2 separate regions of the Mus musculus genome follow, and region 1 is linked to region 2. A link is a contact called in public promoter capture Hi-C data. All regions are on one chromosome and are shown on one strand. Each heading gives the region's core, a stretch centred on a gene start, on an enhancer-like site or on the middle of the called end of the contact. The rest is flanking DNA. Distances are from core to core; before and after follow the strand shown.

Region 1 (6,861 bases), core at 3,526-6,025, 1.6 Mb after region 2:
CCTGTAACCCCATCATTTGTGAGGTTCAGACAGAAGGATCCCGGGCTAGCCTGGACTGTGTGATTCACACACTAGGGCCATGTGGGTAGAGGGATGAAGAGTTGAAGAGCTGCCTATCATTGACCTGTTGTGTGTCTTTGGCGCTGTTTTCTTTTCTTTTTGATTAATGATGTGGGAAAGGGATGCCTACTGTGGGCAGTGCCACCCCAGGCAGGTGGTCTAGATGGTTATAAGAAAGGTAGTTGAATGTGAGGCTAGTTAGCAGCACTGCTCCATGGCCCCCTCCTCCATGCCCTCTGCTCCAGTTCCTGTCCCTAGGCTCCAGCCCTGACTTACCTCAGTGATGGACTGTGATGTGGGAGTTGTAGACTGAAATAAAACCTTTCCCTCACGTTGTATTCGGTCATAGTGTCTGTCACAGAAACACAAAGCTACATAGAAAGATCCTGTCTGAAATAATAACTTGTAGTGTGCTGTTCATGTTGGCAAGGGTCTTTGAGCTGAGAGATAAGGAGTCCCACTAGGAAAGTGACTAGAGAATGCAGCCAGTGGAAGGTCCTGAGGCAGGAATGCGCTTGATGTGATAGGTCAGAAAGTAGCCGAAAGGGAGGGATTCCATCTGAATCCTCAGAGGATCACAGGCAGGGGGACGGCCACAGGAACCAAGCAGAAGTACGATTTTCTGGTGGTGCCCTGAGCTGTCTGTCTCTGCCCTTTCTCACTGGGACAGGGATATTTTTCCCACTTAACAGAAAAGAAAGGTGGGGTGTGGGGGAGGGACCTGCCTCAGGCATGGGCTGCATTGACATAACCAATACAAAGTGGCTGTTTTAAAAACAGCCTGCTGGGCAGTGGTGGCATACACCTTGAATTCCAGTACTTGGGAGGCAGAGGCAGGCTGATCTCTGTGAGTCCAAGGCCTACAGAGCAAGTTCCAGGCAAGCCAGGGCTACACAGAGAAACCCTGTCTTGAAAGCCTAAAACCAAATCAAACCACCAACAACAAAACAACCTGAGCCACTAATCCCAGCTCCCAATTCTCTAGCAGAGATAGCTGGATCTCGGTGAGTTTGAAGCCTGCCTGAAAAATGTGGGGTCCTGTCTCAAAAACACGTTTCTTCATTGCCTATCTGATATTCATAGTCAAGTTCACATCATTTGAGCTGACAACCCAACAACTATCCTGAAACTCAGGGCTGCTTAGTTTGAAGCCTTTGCTTCATTTCCTATCCCCTGTTACTTCCCGGGTAATTTCAGAAATGGAGAACCTCAATTCTCCACGGCCAGTAGCCATCACACGGGTGGCTCTCTTACTGTCTTCCTTCCAATCACACAAGGACTAGAGTGGGAAGACAAACTAGACAGGCCCCGCCCTCGACGTCGAGACCTCGCCCCCAGCCCGGAGGTCTCTGAGACATCCACGCGCCGCTAGCCGGCGCTGCGCAGGCCCCGCCCCCTGAGCGCAAAGCCTCCGCCCCTCCCAGAGGCCCCTCCCACGCCCCCGGCTGCGCTGCTCTAGCTTCAGGCTTCAGAAGCTGCGGCCGCAGCACCGCCTCCTACCCGGGGCCCGGTTCCAGCCCCTCTGGCCCGGCGCACTGGACATGGAGCTCCGAGCAGCGCATCCTGAGCCCCCAGCGCACTCCAATCCGCTCGTTCGGTTAGCGCCCAGCTTGGGGAGGGGACGGTGGAAGCTAGCCGGGTGAAAACCTCACATCCTGCCCGCCCCAGGCCTCTCCATCACCCCGCGGTAGAGAGTTGGGATGGATGGGAACGATGTTCTCCTGGCTCCTGGCTTTCTTTGCCTGCCTCCGACCGAATGGATGACCTTGAGCCGAGAGCGTCTCCTCTTTGCCTCTCCTTCCCCATCTGCACAATGGGAATTGGTTTGGCAAGGTCTCTGAACTCACGGCCTTTAGAATGGGACACGTTGTCACATGCTTGGAGACTTAAAGGCTTTTGGTTCCTGGGCCCGTTTTTCTTGATCTGGATTTGTCTCTTCCCTTGCCTCAGTTTCTCTCATATCCTGGGACCAGCTTCCAGCCTTTCTCATCCCAAGCACTGGAGACAGCAGCCTCCAGACTGCTAAGAGCAGAGACAGCATGAAGGCCCCGGTAAGTGACAGGGAAGAGAAAAAGTTGCCTGGGGATTTGGGGGTGACCTGGGTAGAGCTTTACAGCCGCCTCCCACACCCGGAGTTACAGTGATCCCCTAACCCCTTTTGGTGTCGGGGGATGAAACTCAGAGCCAGGCACATGCTAAGCACATGCTCTAGCATGGAGTCCCTCCCACAGCCCTTAGTAGTTGCTTCTGCGCCAGCCCCCTGCTCCTGGGGCTGTGTGACCCCAGGCCGGTGTCTTCCCCTTTTGGTTTCAGTTTGTTTTTCTCACCTAGAAATGGAAGTAACCCGGTGTCACTTAGTTGGGAGGGAGGTGTGAGACTGAGTGTGACGCTCTGGTCTTTCTGTCTTTACCAGTGAGCCCCCTGAGTGCTGGAGTGGGGAGGTTAATTACCACTGCCCAAGTCAAGGTCTCTGGTCCCTTGTGGGCAGCAGACCAGTTGTTGTGTAGAGCCGGAGGCCTTAGGAGCTGTGAACCCGGTCTCCTGGACAGCTGGCCACACAGAGAAGACTTATTTTTAGAAACTGATGTGGCTTATGGACAGACAAGGAAGGGTGGGCCCCTGGCAGGATGTGCTGGGGGCTGTTCTACACCTCTGCCTTTCTGGGTACACTGGCTAGCTCCTAGTGTTTCTTCTGGAATGACTTTGGGCCTAGAAAACTGGAGTTCTGAGAGTCACAGGTACTGAGATGGATGGCCCAGCACACAGTGGTAGACACCTTGCTGGGTGCTTTCAGTGGGTGTGCAGGAGGTCACCCCCAGGTGACCGACCCAGAGGGCTTCTTCAAGTGGCTTTCGGTGTATTTCTTCTAGAAGTGGGAGAGGCTGAGCGGAAGCATCCCAACTGTTGGAAGCATTTTCTGTTTATTTGTTTCAGTTTTTGAAACAGGGTCTTGGTCTGTAGTCCAGGCTAGCCTGGAACTCACTGTGTAGCCCAGGTTGGCCTCACACTTGTAACAGTACTGCCTCGGGCAAGGAATGAGCTACCATGTTTATTATTAGATTAGACATTTAGATTATTAGATTATTATTAGATTAGATGGAGATAGCTATCTAATCTATTTTATCTACCTATCTAAATAGTGGGTGGTTGTGTGGCGCCCTGCCTGGGCTCTTGGAACCTGGCTCCTTTGCAAGCACAGAAAGCGTGCCACTACCACCAAGCCAGTCCTTGAAAGTGTTTTTAAAAAAGATTTATTTATTTATTTATTTTATGTATGTGAGTACACTGTCACTCTCTTCAGACATACCAGAAGAGGGCATCGGATCCCATTACAGATGGTTGTGAGCCACAATTTGATTGGTGGCTGGGAATTGAACTCAGGACCTCTGGAAGAGCAGTCAGTGCCTTAACCACTGAGCCATCCATCTCTCCAGCCTCTGAACGCATTTCTTAAGTGATGCTTTCCTCAAAGTCCCCCTCCACCTCCTGGACTGCCCAGCCAGCCCAGGGGACACACTGGGTCAGCTGGGGATAGGGTAGTGGAGGTAGCAGTGGCCTGGGGTGACTGCATAGTGTATCTGGGTTCTAGATAAGAGTTTGGGTTCTGCCATTTGAAATTTGCACCCTTGCTGTGTGGCTCTGAGCAGCTTCACCCCAACTGAGTGTCCTGACCTGGAAAGAGGGGAATTGGGGGACTTGTCTCTAGATTCATCCCTGAAGTAGGTCTCACCAATGGAGCTGCAGAGGTTCTCCATGGGGAGGCTGGGTGTTATTTGCAGGTACCCCGCAGGCACGTGACCTCTGTCTCCCTCAGGGCCGCCTTCTGCTCCTCACACTGTGCATCTTGACATTCTCTGCTGTCTGTGTCTTCCTGTGCTGCTGGGCCTGCCTGCCGCTCTGCCTGGCAACCTGCCTGGACCGCCACCTCCCTGCGGCCCCCAGATCCACTGTGCCAGGGCCCCTGCACTTCAGTGGCTACAGCAGCGTGCCAGACGGGAAGGTGAGTCAGCCAGGCAATGCTACGGGAGCCAGCGGGTCCCCAGCTCTAGGAAACAGTGAGAGCTGGGCTGGTGGCAAGCCAGCCTGGACTCTGAGCTTAGCTTCCCTGCTCACCAGCTGTGTGACATCTGCCAGTCACTTGTCCTCTCCGAGTACTCAAGGTCTAGGAGGAAATAGGATTTTCACTAAGCAGATACTGCCTGGGTACCCCCAACTACATGCTGGGAATGAAAAACGGGGTGGGGGGCTGCCCACTGGGGATAACCTGGGAAGACAAGAAGTCTTCAGACTTCTGTGTCTCCATACCATATACTCACACAAACATGGCTTAGCTCCTGCAGTAAGTGTCATTGTGTGGCAGCTGAGCATAAAGAGCCAGCCTAGGTCCAGGTTATGTATGGTCCCAGGAGTCATGAAACTGGGACACCAGGGTCCGAGACAGCCATGACTCCCGTCCATACTGTCTGTCCACCTCTCCATATTTGCTCCACCTGGTGTGGCAGAGGGACATTCACAACCTAGACCTTGATAGCAGAGGTCCTGTGAGTCACAGAGCTCCCTAAAGCCACCCTGAGGTTAGTGGCACTACAGTTCCAGTTCTTAGTTTGGTGGCCCTAGGGTCATGCTCAGGAGCCCTGGCTTGCTGGAGACCTGTCACGTCCCCATCCCTGCCTCTGTTGGGCTGTGCCAAGGATTCAAAGGGTGACTGGCAGACAGCACACAGTGCCCAGTGCCCAGCTGCGGTGTGAGGATTTAATGGAGAAATGAAACCCCTGAGCTGGCCTGGCCTGGGGCTTCATTTCAGCTCAGTCAGCATTAGCGAGGTCAAGGGCTAAGTTTATTCTCCAGCGCCAACACCAAACGGAAACGAGGGCACCAGAACTCCCGCAAGTGTGAGCTCTCCACTCTCCAAGAACGGCCCAGTGGGACAGCGCCAGCCAGGGTGTCCTGGGTGAACACTGTCCAGTCTGCCACAGTACGGCCAGAGTTCTTCAGACACTTGGGCCCTTCTGGAACGTTTTCTTTCTTTTGTGTGTGGATTGGATGTGTGGACGGTCAGCCTTGGGCTTTGTTTCTCAGGCATTTGATTGATTGATGACTGATTGATTGATTGAGACTGGTTCTCTCACTGCTTGGAATTAAGTGGCTAGACTGGCGAGTGCCCCTTGGGGATCTACCTGTCTCTGCCTCCTCAGTGCTGGGCTCACAGGCTCATGCCACAGTGCCCAGCGCATTCACCTACCCTCCTCCCTCCCTCCCTCCCTCTCTCCCTCCTCAGGGTCTGAGATTTCTTTCTTTAAAGGTTTATTTATTTATTTTATGTTTATGACTACACTGTAGCTGCACTGATAGTTGTGAGCCATCCATCATGTGGTTGCTGGGAATTTGAATTCAGGACCTCTGCTCGCTCCGACTTAATGGTTTATTTTATTATTATATCTAAGTGCACTGTAGCTGTCTTCAGACATACCAGAAGTGGGCGTCAGATTCCATTACAGATGGTTGTGAGCCACCATGTGGTTGCTGGGATTTGAACTCATGACCTCTGGAAGAGCAGTCAGTGCTCTTAACTGCTGAGCCATCTCTCCAGCCCCATTTGTTTTTCTTAAGTGGGAAATCCAGGTTTTGAATGTCAACACTTAGACCTTTTCCTCTTTTGCAATAAAGGGAAACAGTTGGCCTTTTGAGGGCCAGTCTGACGACAAGCCTTGATGGGGCTGATTGTCACTAGAGACAGGACAGCCCGCCATTGCCAGGACAGGGCCAGACTGAGGGCACAAGAAGGACATATTTCCAGCTTTTTCGGGAGAGGGTCTCACGTGGCCCTGGCTGGCCTGGACTCTGCCGTGTGGCAGATGGCTTTGAACTTATCCTGCCAAATGCCCAGGTCCCGGGATTACAGGCTTGCCCCACTATTTTTTTTTTTAATACTGTAGTACAGAAAATGGATTTATGAGTTCTTAAATCAACATCTTATTAAAAAAAAAAAAGCTGAGGGGGATTTCACAGTGTCTTTTATTGAGTGGAACTAATCTTTTACATGGCTCTATAAACTTGAGTTCCTCCAGGTGAGAGCCCAGCACTTTTGTGGGAGCCGTGGCAATTTTCTCTGAGTGTGTGCATTCAGGCTGCCTAGTGTCTACCTCTTGGGTGGTATAACAAATACGAGATGGGGCCCTTAATGGGCCTGAGGTCTGGGTAGCAGCTCACATCTGCGGTTCCAGCACCTAAGTCCCAGGACAGTCTCTGTACACAAGACCTTGTCTCAAAAGAAGCAGGGCGGGATCTGGGAAACAGAGCATTTGTGCCCTGTGTGCAAGCTTAACCCACAAAAAACTAGGTTGGCCTGGTAACTTGCTGTAATCTCTTTGGGGAGACAGAGATGGAATCCTTGGAGTAAATTAGCTAGCCAGACTAGCCAAGCAGGGTTCTTGGTGTATGGTGACAGACCCTGGCTCAAGATACATGGTGGCAAGTGCTCGAGGAAGACACTATGTATCAACCTTGGGCTTCTACCTGGATGTGTATCCACACAGCATGTATGTGTGCAAATTGACAGATTATAACAGAATTCACCAGTTAAAAGGAACAGTTCAGGGTCTCTATAACAGAATTCACCAGTTAAAAGGAACAGTTCAGGGTCTCACTAGATAGCCCTCGCTGGCCTGGAACTTGCTTTGTAGCCTTGGCTGTCCTGGAACTCACCAGGATCTCAGAGCCTCTGCCTCCTGAGTGCTGAAACTAAAGGTTTATACCTCTACGTCCAGCCAGTGAGTGTCGACAGAAGTAGGAGAGTATGGA
Region 2 (7,239 bases), core at 959-3,458:
ATGTTGCATCTGTGGTCCCTACAGCGCGGTCACCTGCAGGCTCTGAGGAGCAGAAACAGGATTCTCCCGCTAACCTCAGCAGGAAGTGTCCAAGCCTCTTCTGGGGAGGAGCGGACTGACACAGCCCTGGCAGCCGGCCTCAGTCATCCAGGTAGTAGTCCAGCTTGGTGAACACAGTCTTGCAGCCCTTGTCAGAGAAGACCTTCTCCTCCTTGGGGAAGAACGTCATCTCTTCCGCTACCTTGCTGATGATGTCCTCATCTACTTCATAGCCTCGGGACTGCATCTCCACTCTGATGCACATTTTCAGGTGCTTGTACTCCAGGGGCAGGAAGGGGACAAAATAATCTATGAGGTTCCGGTCAATGAGGCTGCTGTGCCAGAAGCCACCTGGGAAAGACAGAAAGGTGACACATAACAATGATCGGTCCAGACAGGATAATTACCAGGTGTTCACTGGGGGCCATGCTACCCATCTCCATACAGTGAGGAAGAGAGACAAGCTGAGAACTGCCCATGAGTACTGCCTTGGGATGCAGCAGGGACAGCAAGGGCAGGGTGACATAAGGGGACACCTTTGGGGCTCATTAGTTAAGAATGCCTTTAACAGTGCACACCTCTAATGCCAGCACTCCTGAGGCAGAGGCAGGTGGATCTGAGTTCAAGGCCAGCCTGGTCTACAGAGTGAGTTCCAGGACAGCCAGGGCTAAACAGAGAAACCATGTTACACGAAAACAAACCAACATGAACACTTGTTGCTCACTGCAGAGGACCTGAGTTGGGTCCCAGTACGCCTCAGGCTGCTCACAACCACGTGCAACTCTGGGTCCAGGGATGCAAAACCTTCTCTGGATACTGACATACACATACATAGGCATACAAAAATGAGAAACACACAAAAAAGCTTTAAAACAGACACTTTAGAGCTCTGGGCTTGGAAAGGCCTCTCCTGTGTGCCTTTGAGATGGGAGGCAGACTAGATGGCCACTTGCACCACACTGTGCTGGGCCCCAGGCAGTGGTGAGAAGCTGGTGGACAGATTGGAAGAAGTTCGAAAAAAAGAGGTAAGGGAGAGCCAGCCACAGACTCCACCAGCCAATCTCCAACTAGAGCTTCCATAGCTGGACCTGCAATTAAGGAATCCACAGCTGCTGCCTGCCAGTTCCTAAACCCTGCAGAGCATTCCGGAAGCAACACCTAGACTTCCCTGAGTAATAAGGCGTGCCAGCAAGGCTGTGCACCTCAAGGGTCGGGATTCTGACAACATTTTCCCTACAAAAGTCTAGTTCTGCATAGCTCAGCCGTCCAGTCCTGGAAACACTTGATTCAGTACCTGCAGGATGCCCTAAAGAGCCCGTGACATGTCTTGGTGTCCTGCCTAGCCTATTAGTCTTTGTGCTCTGGCTCCCAATGCAAGCTGTGCAGAGAGCCCAGGGTCTGTTTTCTCAGAACGGTGCTCTGCACTGATGTACTTGGGGGAGGACCTGTGGCCACAGCAAAGAGCAAACCGACTGTGGAGCAGTCACCAGTGCCTCTGCGCCAGAACCCTAAGGGTGTAGCTGGGGGCATCTGCCTGGCTGGGGAGGTGACCCCGAGCACAAGCGCTCAGCAGAACCAGTGACTTCAAATGGTCACACGGCTTAAAAATACCAGCTGGGCTGGTGGTAGGGCAATTAGCTGGCGTGTGCACGGCCCTGGGTTTGAGTGTGAACCACATAAAAGCAAAAGTGTGAACCACATAAAAGCAAAACCACCCATATACCGCCAACTGAGATATGTGTCCTCAGCAAATGTCTCCCTTCAAGGTGGCCCAATGTGTCCTCCTCCCAAGACTGCTCTCATTGTCCACCCCAGCACTACTGTCTACCAGCCATGACAGAGTTCTCAATTATCCCTTATCCCTGCTACAGCCCCGCAGGAGCTCCTCCTGCCTTCACCACACAAGCACACCACGCACGCCCACACACACACAGTGCTGCCCATCAATCTGTTCTTCCTGTTGTGTGCAGCCATCCTTTATAGCATCAAGAGAGAGCAAAAAGGTTTGTCTTTTCTCAATATTCCATCTGCACAGAGTAACAGAACGCACTGTGCTAGCTAGTCACCTAACTTCAATGCGGATTTCTTGGTGAGCATGTTTCCAGTGGGGCCTGTAGCCTTTTGTCACCTCAACGACCTGGTGAGATAACCAGTGAGTAACCTTCGACCTGGTGAGATAACCAGTGAGTAACCTTCGTGGCTGTCTGCCTTGTAGGGTTCAAGGTCAAAGGTCTGCATGACAGTAGCCAGAGAAGCAGTTGAGCTGAGAGTCAAAAGCTCTGAGTACTGGCTGCCTGGTGCTGTACAAGATCCTCCTGCCGCCTGTGTCCTCGGTAAGAAGCAGCCAGCCAGCATCTACCTACCCCACAAGGTAGGGCAAGTGTCTGTGACAGAGGGAAGACACTGCAAAGGGAGAGGCCTTCCCTGTTACTGCCTCCTGCAGCCATCTGCAGTGGCCTTCTGCTTCAATTGCCTGCTCTTCCTCCACAAGGAATGTAGCGCAAACCCTGTCTTAACCAACTCATCTATAAAGCCTCCTGCAGCTCATTAACAGTGGTCACTCGAGGATTCCGTCGGGTCCGGGGAGCAGTAGGGGTGCACGGTTAGGGGGTGGACTGCCATACTTACTGTTCTTGTTATTGAAGACCGACACGGCCAGGGCGGGCTCCATGTCTCTGAGCTTGATTTCTTCCCTCTGCTTCCCACTTTTCCAGAAATCCAGAGCCACGTCTGTGATCCTCTCTGCCCCTGCATTGCTGCCGAAACAATTGCAGTGAGGAGGGACTGCACCTCTTCCCAAAGCCCCCAGCTCGAGGGTGTCCCACCATGTCCCAGCCACAGCCTCACCTGAGGAAGATGAAGATGGCTTTCTGATAGGAGACCTCATCTACCACATCGTAATAGTCTAGGAAAGGCTTGATGGCGTCGATGAGGCCGGCATGCATCTTGTCCATCTCATCAAAGATGAAGATGGAGCGAGCACAGGCGCTCACGTTGCCTCTGATCCACATCTGTAACTGGTCCTGAAGGACAAGGGGGCCCTTCAGTGTAACTGCGGGCTTCGACACCCACACCCAAGTTCTCCGAAATAATGACTCTGAGACTCAAGTATAAATGAAGAAATACTGGAGCCCAGAGTGTTGGCTCTGTTCCCCAACTAGCTCTTATCTCAATAATCCTGATTATTCTATTCTGTGAGTGTCACCCGGCAAGTTCTCTTTCCTTCAGTTTCATGTGTCTCTCCATCTGCAGTCTGGGGCCAATTTCCCATGCTTCCAACTCTATATCTCTGCCGATGTCCTACCTTCTAGTTCTGCCTCAGCTCATTGGCTAGTCAGCGTTTTTATTGACAGGTGAATGCTTCCACGCATTGCACAAATGATTCCTTCTACAATTAAGAGCTCAGGGGGGTAGGGAGGGGAGGCAGGGAAGTCGTCGACACAATGCTATCAGCTTTGGGTTTCTTTGTTTTTTGTGTGCATTTACCCAGAGCCTCACTAGTGCTAAACAAGCCCAGGCCCTCAGGACAATGGCTGTGTTTCTGGAGCACTGTGCTATGAGCATCACACCCATACACCTTTGGCCTCACAAGCACTTCCTGTGTGGATAGCATCATACCCATGCCACAGACGAGGACCCTGAGCTACAGAGCGCTTGCCTAAGAAAACGTAGTTAGGCTGAGGCAGGCTGGGATCTCAGCCCAACCCTGTCCTATGCCAACGCTCCAGGTTTGTGACCTTGTGTCAGCCAGGCACCAGCTCTGTCCTCACAATGTCACATCTATCCTGTGATGACAGCCTCTGGATGAGAGGCAGGAACCCACCATCACCTCAGCCCTTCCTCTGCAGTCCAGCCTGCAAAGCACTGACTCAATCAGAGGCTCCCTTAGGGAGTCTGAACTTGCTCGCTCGGCATCCTGGGAGGGGGTGACGAGGCTCTCCCGACCAGCAACACACTCTACGAATGCATTTGGAGATGGACACGGTGACATTCATTTGTGATCCTGCTGAGACAGAGCAAGAGCTCCAGGCCAGGGCTGGGAAGAAAGCTTAGTGGGGTAAAGTGCCTGTCTTACAAGCGCCCCTGAGAGGAAGCCAGGGAGAGCCCTAAGAGTACTGAGGAAGCAAAGACAGAAGCCATGGGACTTGCCTGGTAGGCAGGCCCAGGTCTCAATGACAGACCCTGTCTCAAAAAAATGTAGACAGATCCTGAGGCACATCACTAGAGACAGACATGTGTACACACATGATGACAAGCACACACAAACACAAAATTAAAAACAAACCAAACTAAAATGATGATGATGATAATAAACACAGTTCAGGCTGCAACAATGAGCTCATGGGCAGCGGGCTCAAGAATAAAGCAGACAAACGAGCCCACCTTATTTGTATTTGGTTGTTCGGTGGGGCAGATGCTAAAGAATGAAGTCAGAGCCTCAGTCACCCTAAGCCAGCCCCAGACAAACCCCAGCCAGGTTCGTATACACTGAGCCATCAAGGGGAGACACACAGACCTCTTAAAGCATCTTCCTGGGAAAACTGAGCCCAAATCCTACCTAGGGTGTAGGTATTTCCAGCCACCCTCCTCTTGAAGTGAGCTGGGGAAGGCAGCCATGTATCTTTCTAAAGAACACACGAACAGCTACACTGTACATCTATCTGCTTAGGGTGTTTCCACTGCTCTGTGACCACAATACAGTTCTCCTTTGTATCTAATGTAAGCAGCAACTCTGCAGGTATGGACCAGCTTCCCCTCCCAGCAGCGGTTCTCAACCTGTGTGTCGAGACCCCCGGGGCGCACTTATCAAATACCTGCAGATCAGATATTTGTGTTAAGATTCATAACAGTTACAAAATTACAGTTCTGAAGTAATACCGAAATCATTTTATGAGGAACTGAATTAAAGAGTCACAGCATTAGGAAGGTTGAGAAACTGCCTTAGAGGAACCTACAGTGACCTGAATCATGTGGCAACTCATGGTTCCATACAACTCACTCAGTCGTTAGAACTCCACAGAGAAGGTCTGCCCAGTCTCCTGCCCCAGACTGTGAGCAAGCGCCCACTGCTGCGAGACACCGTTCCAAGCTCTGTTAACTCAACATTTTTTGTTTTGTTTGTTTTGTTTTTCAAGACAGGGTTTCTCTGTGTAGCCCTGGCTGTCCTAGAACTCATGCTGTAGGCCAGGCTGGCCTCGAACTCAGAAATCTGCCTGCCTCTGCCTCCCAAGTGCTGGGATTAAAGGCGTGCGCCACCATGCCTGGCTATGACAACATTTTTGAATCTTCTCCCCAAAGCCATTGAGGAAATGATACTGAGCCCCTATTTTCTCCTCTTCCTCCACCTGACATCCTCTCCATTTCTGTTTTCAAACAGAAGCTTACTATGTAGCCCAGACTAACCTCAAAGGTGTGATCCTCCTGCCTCAGCCTGCTGGGAATACAGGTGTGTAGGAAAACACCCGCTGACCTCAGGCACCAAGATTAAACAACCTGCACAAAGCCACAGTTATGGCCACACAATGCTCAACAGAAAGGGGGTGCACTAACAGACTCGAGGTTGAAGCACCATTCTAAGATAAAGAATGTCCCTGCTCAAGTTAAGTGACAGCCCCTACTGCACAGCTGTAGGGAGGGAGGGACCGAACCTGAATTCAGGTGTGAGCCTGTTATCAGAATTAAACTCCAATAGCAGGTTGCAACAGCTGGGTCAAAGCAAACTTGGCCTCTAGGTTTCCTTTTCACAACAGGGGGCGGGGGGAGGCGACTCCTAAAGACCCTGGAGTTGTTATGTCCCCACTTCCCAGCCAAGTTGTCACCTTACCGAGTCACTTTATGAGTGTCACAGAGGCCACTCATAAAACTTTGGTGGTCTAACTGCTCTATGTATCTCAAACCCTTTGTAACTTACATATCTATCCCCCAGTGCACCCTCGCCACAGCGGGAGTTGTGGGAGTTGGGGTGGAGAGACATAATACAGAACTTCCCACATTCTGGGCAAGTGCTCTATGCCGAGCTACCCCCAGCTCTTGACAGTCCCCTTTAAAACACGGTAGCCTAGCTTCAGCTGTCATTCCTCCAAGGGATATGACCACTTCTGTGCACACCTTTTAAAGAGGAACTGACATACAGAGAGCCATGTTGTGGCTCACTCACTGACGTGGAATTCCCACATCCCACCCCACAACAGAGAAACCCCAATTCCGGGTCATCCGCGAAGGCGGTCAACTTAATGCTCTTGCCTTATACTGTGTGATGTTAGAGGCGTGGGGGAAGTGTAGCGTGGCCACAAACAGGTGTACATAGTCACTGTTCAGTCCGCCCTCGTAAATATTCTCCGCGATGATCTTGCTGGCGAAGTTTTTGCCGGTGCCCGTCCACCCGTGCAGAGAGAGGGTAAGGGGCTTCTTGGGCTTCGGGTTGCTTAGGAAACCAGACACGGCGTTTAGGATGACTTTTTTTGCAAGATGCTGTCCAAAGAGCTTGTTATCCAGATCTTTCTGCAGCGCTGAGAAAGGAAAGATCACTCTGGTCAGGAGAGAAACAAGCTGGCAAAAGGCAGCCCCATTTCCAGGACGTCAGGGCCCGCGGAGCCTGGTTTGGAGAGCGCTGAGGGACCCTGGTGCTGCGAACTCTGCCCTTCCTCGGGGTTGGCCCCAAAGCCAAGCGGAAGAGGTGCCGTGAGGCCGCCCCGGAGAGCTCCGCGCAGGGCTGACACCCTACCCCGGGCCCCGACCACTCATCTCTCAGGCCTCCGGCCAAAGTCTGGCCTGGCAGCGGCGCCATCCCCCTGCCGCAGCATCCCGGACGCCTGGTGCCCGCCTACCCTCCCGGCTGAGGCTCCGCATCTGGCCGCAGCACTCGGCGAAGAGGCAGTAGAGACGAGGGTAGGAGATATAGGTGGTGAGTACGCCGGCCAGGGCCAGACTCAGGCTGATGGGCTCCACCGCACGAACCACGCACGGCGCCAGCAGCAGCAGGGCCAGAGCGGCCCGGCCAAGCTTCATAACCGGACCCGCGCACCTTGCGCGCCCAGCGCCCGCCCAGCGCCCACCGTACCCCGCGCACCGCCCAGACTCGTATTTCCGGTTCCTGCTGGCGGGGCCGCCCTCTTTGTCCGGGGCAGGCAGTCTACCGACGCTAGTGGCTACCATCTTTGTTAAGGGCAAAGTCCCTTCTGCTTCTGAACCTTGATGTTA

Evidence for each region. Promoter capture Hi-C pulls out the DNA fragments that hold promoters and counts their contacts.
Region 1: a promoter capture Hi-C map of liver shows a contact between it and region 2, with 4 times the contacts expected there. The contact joins two enhancer-like sites. A contact is called at or near these places in 1 of 39 promoter capture datasets (liver) and 1 of 9 other capture datasets (liver).

What each region holds. Positions count from the first base shown.
Region 1 is chr2:32,585,571-32,592,431 of GRCm38.p6, forward strand. St6galnac4 (ST6 (alpha-N-acetyl-neuraminyl-2,3-beta-galactosyl-1,3)-N-acetylgalactosaminide alpha-2,6-sialyltransferase 4) reads left to right here and starts at 1,508. Exons shown (of 6, transcript NM_001276425.1): 1 at 1,508-1,657; 2 at 2,011-2,111; 3 at 3,875-4,060. The coding sequence starts at 2,100. Within about 2 kb of position 4,776, at least 13 of the 459 cell types and tissues checked have an H3K27ac peak or open chromatin away from gene starts, as enhancers often do. A contact at or near this core is called in liver, where this site is marked.
Region 2 is chr2:30,960,808-30,968,046 of GRCm38.p6, forward strand. It overlaps Tor1a (torsin family 1, member A (torsin A)), which reads right to left and starts at 7,111. Exons shown (of 5, transcript NM_144884.2): 1 at 6,867-7,111; 2 at 6,283-6,548; 3 at 2,887-3,062; 4 at 2,668-2,795; 5 at 1-390. The coding sequence starts at 7,047. The coding sequence ends at 140. It also overlaps a transcript of Tor1b not described here. Within about 2 kb of position 2,209, at least 12 of the 459 cell types and tissues checked have an H3K27ac peak or open chromatin away from gene starts, as enhancers often do. A contact at or near this core is called in liver, where this site is marked.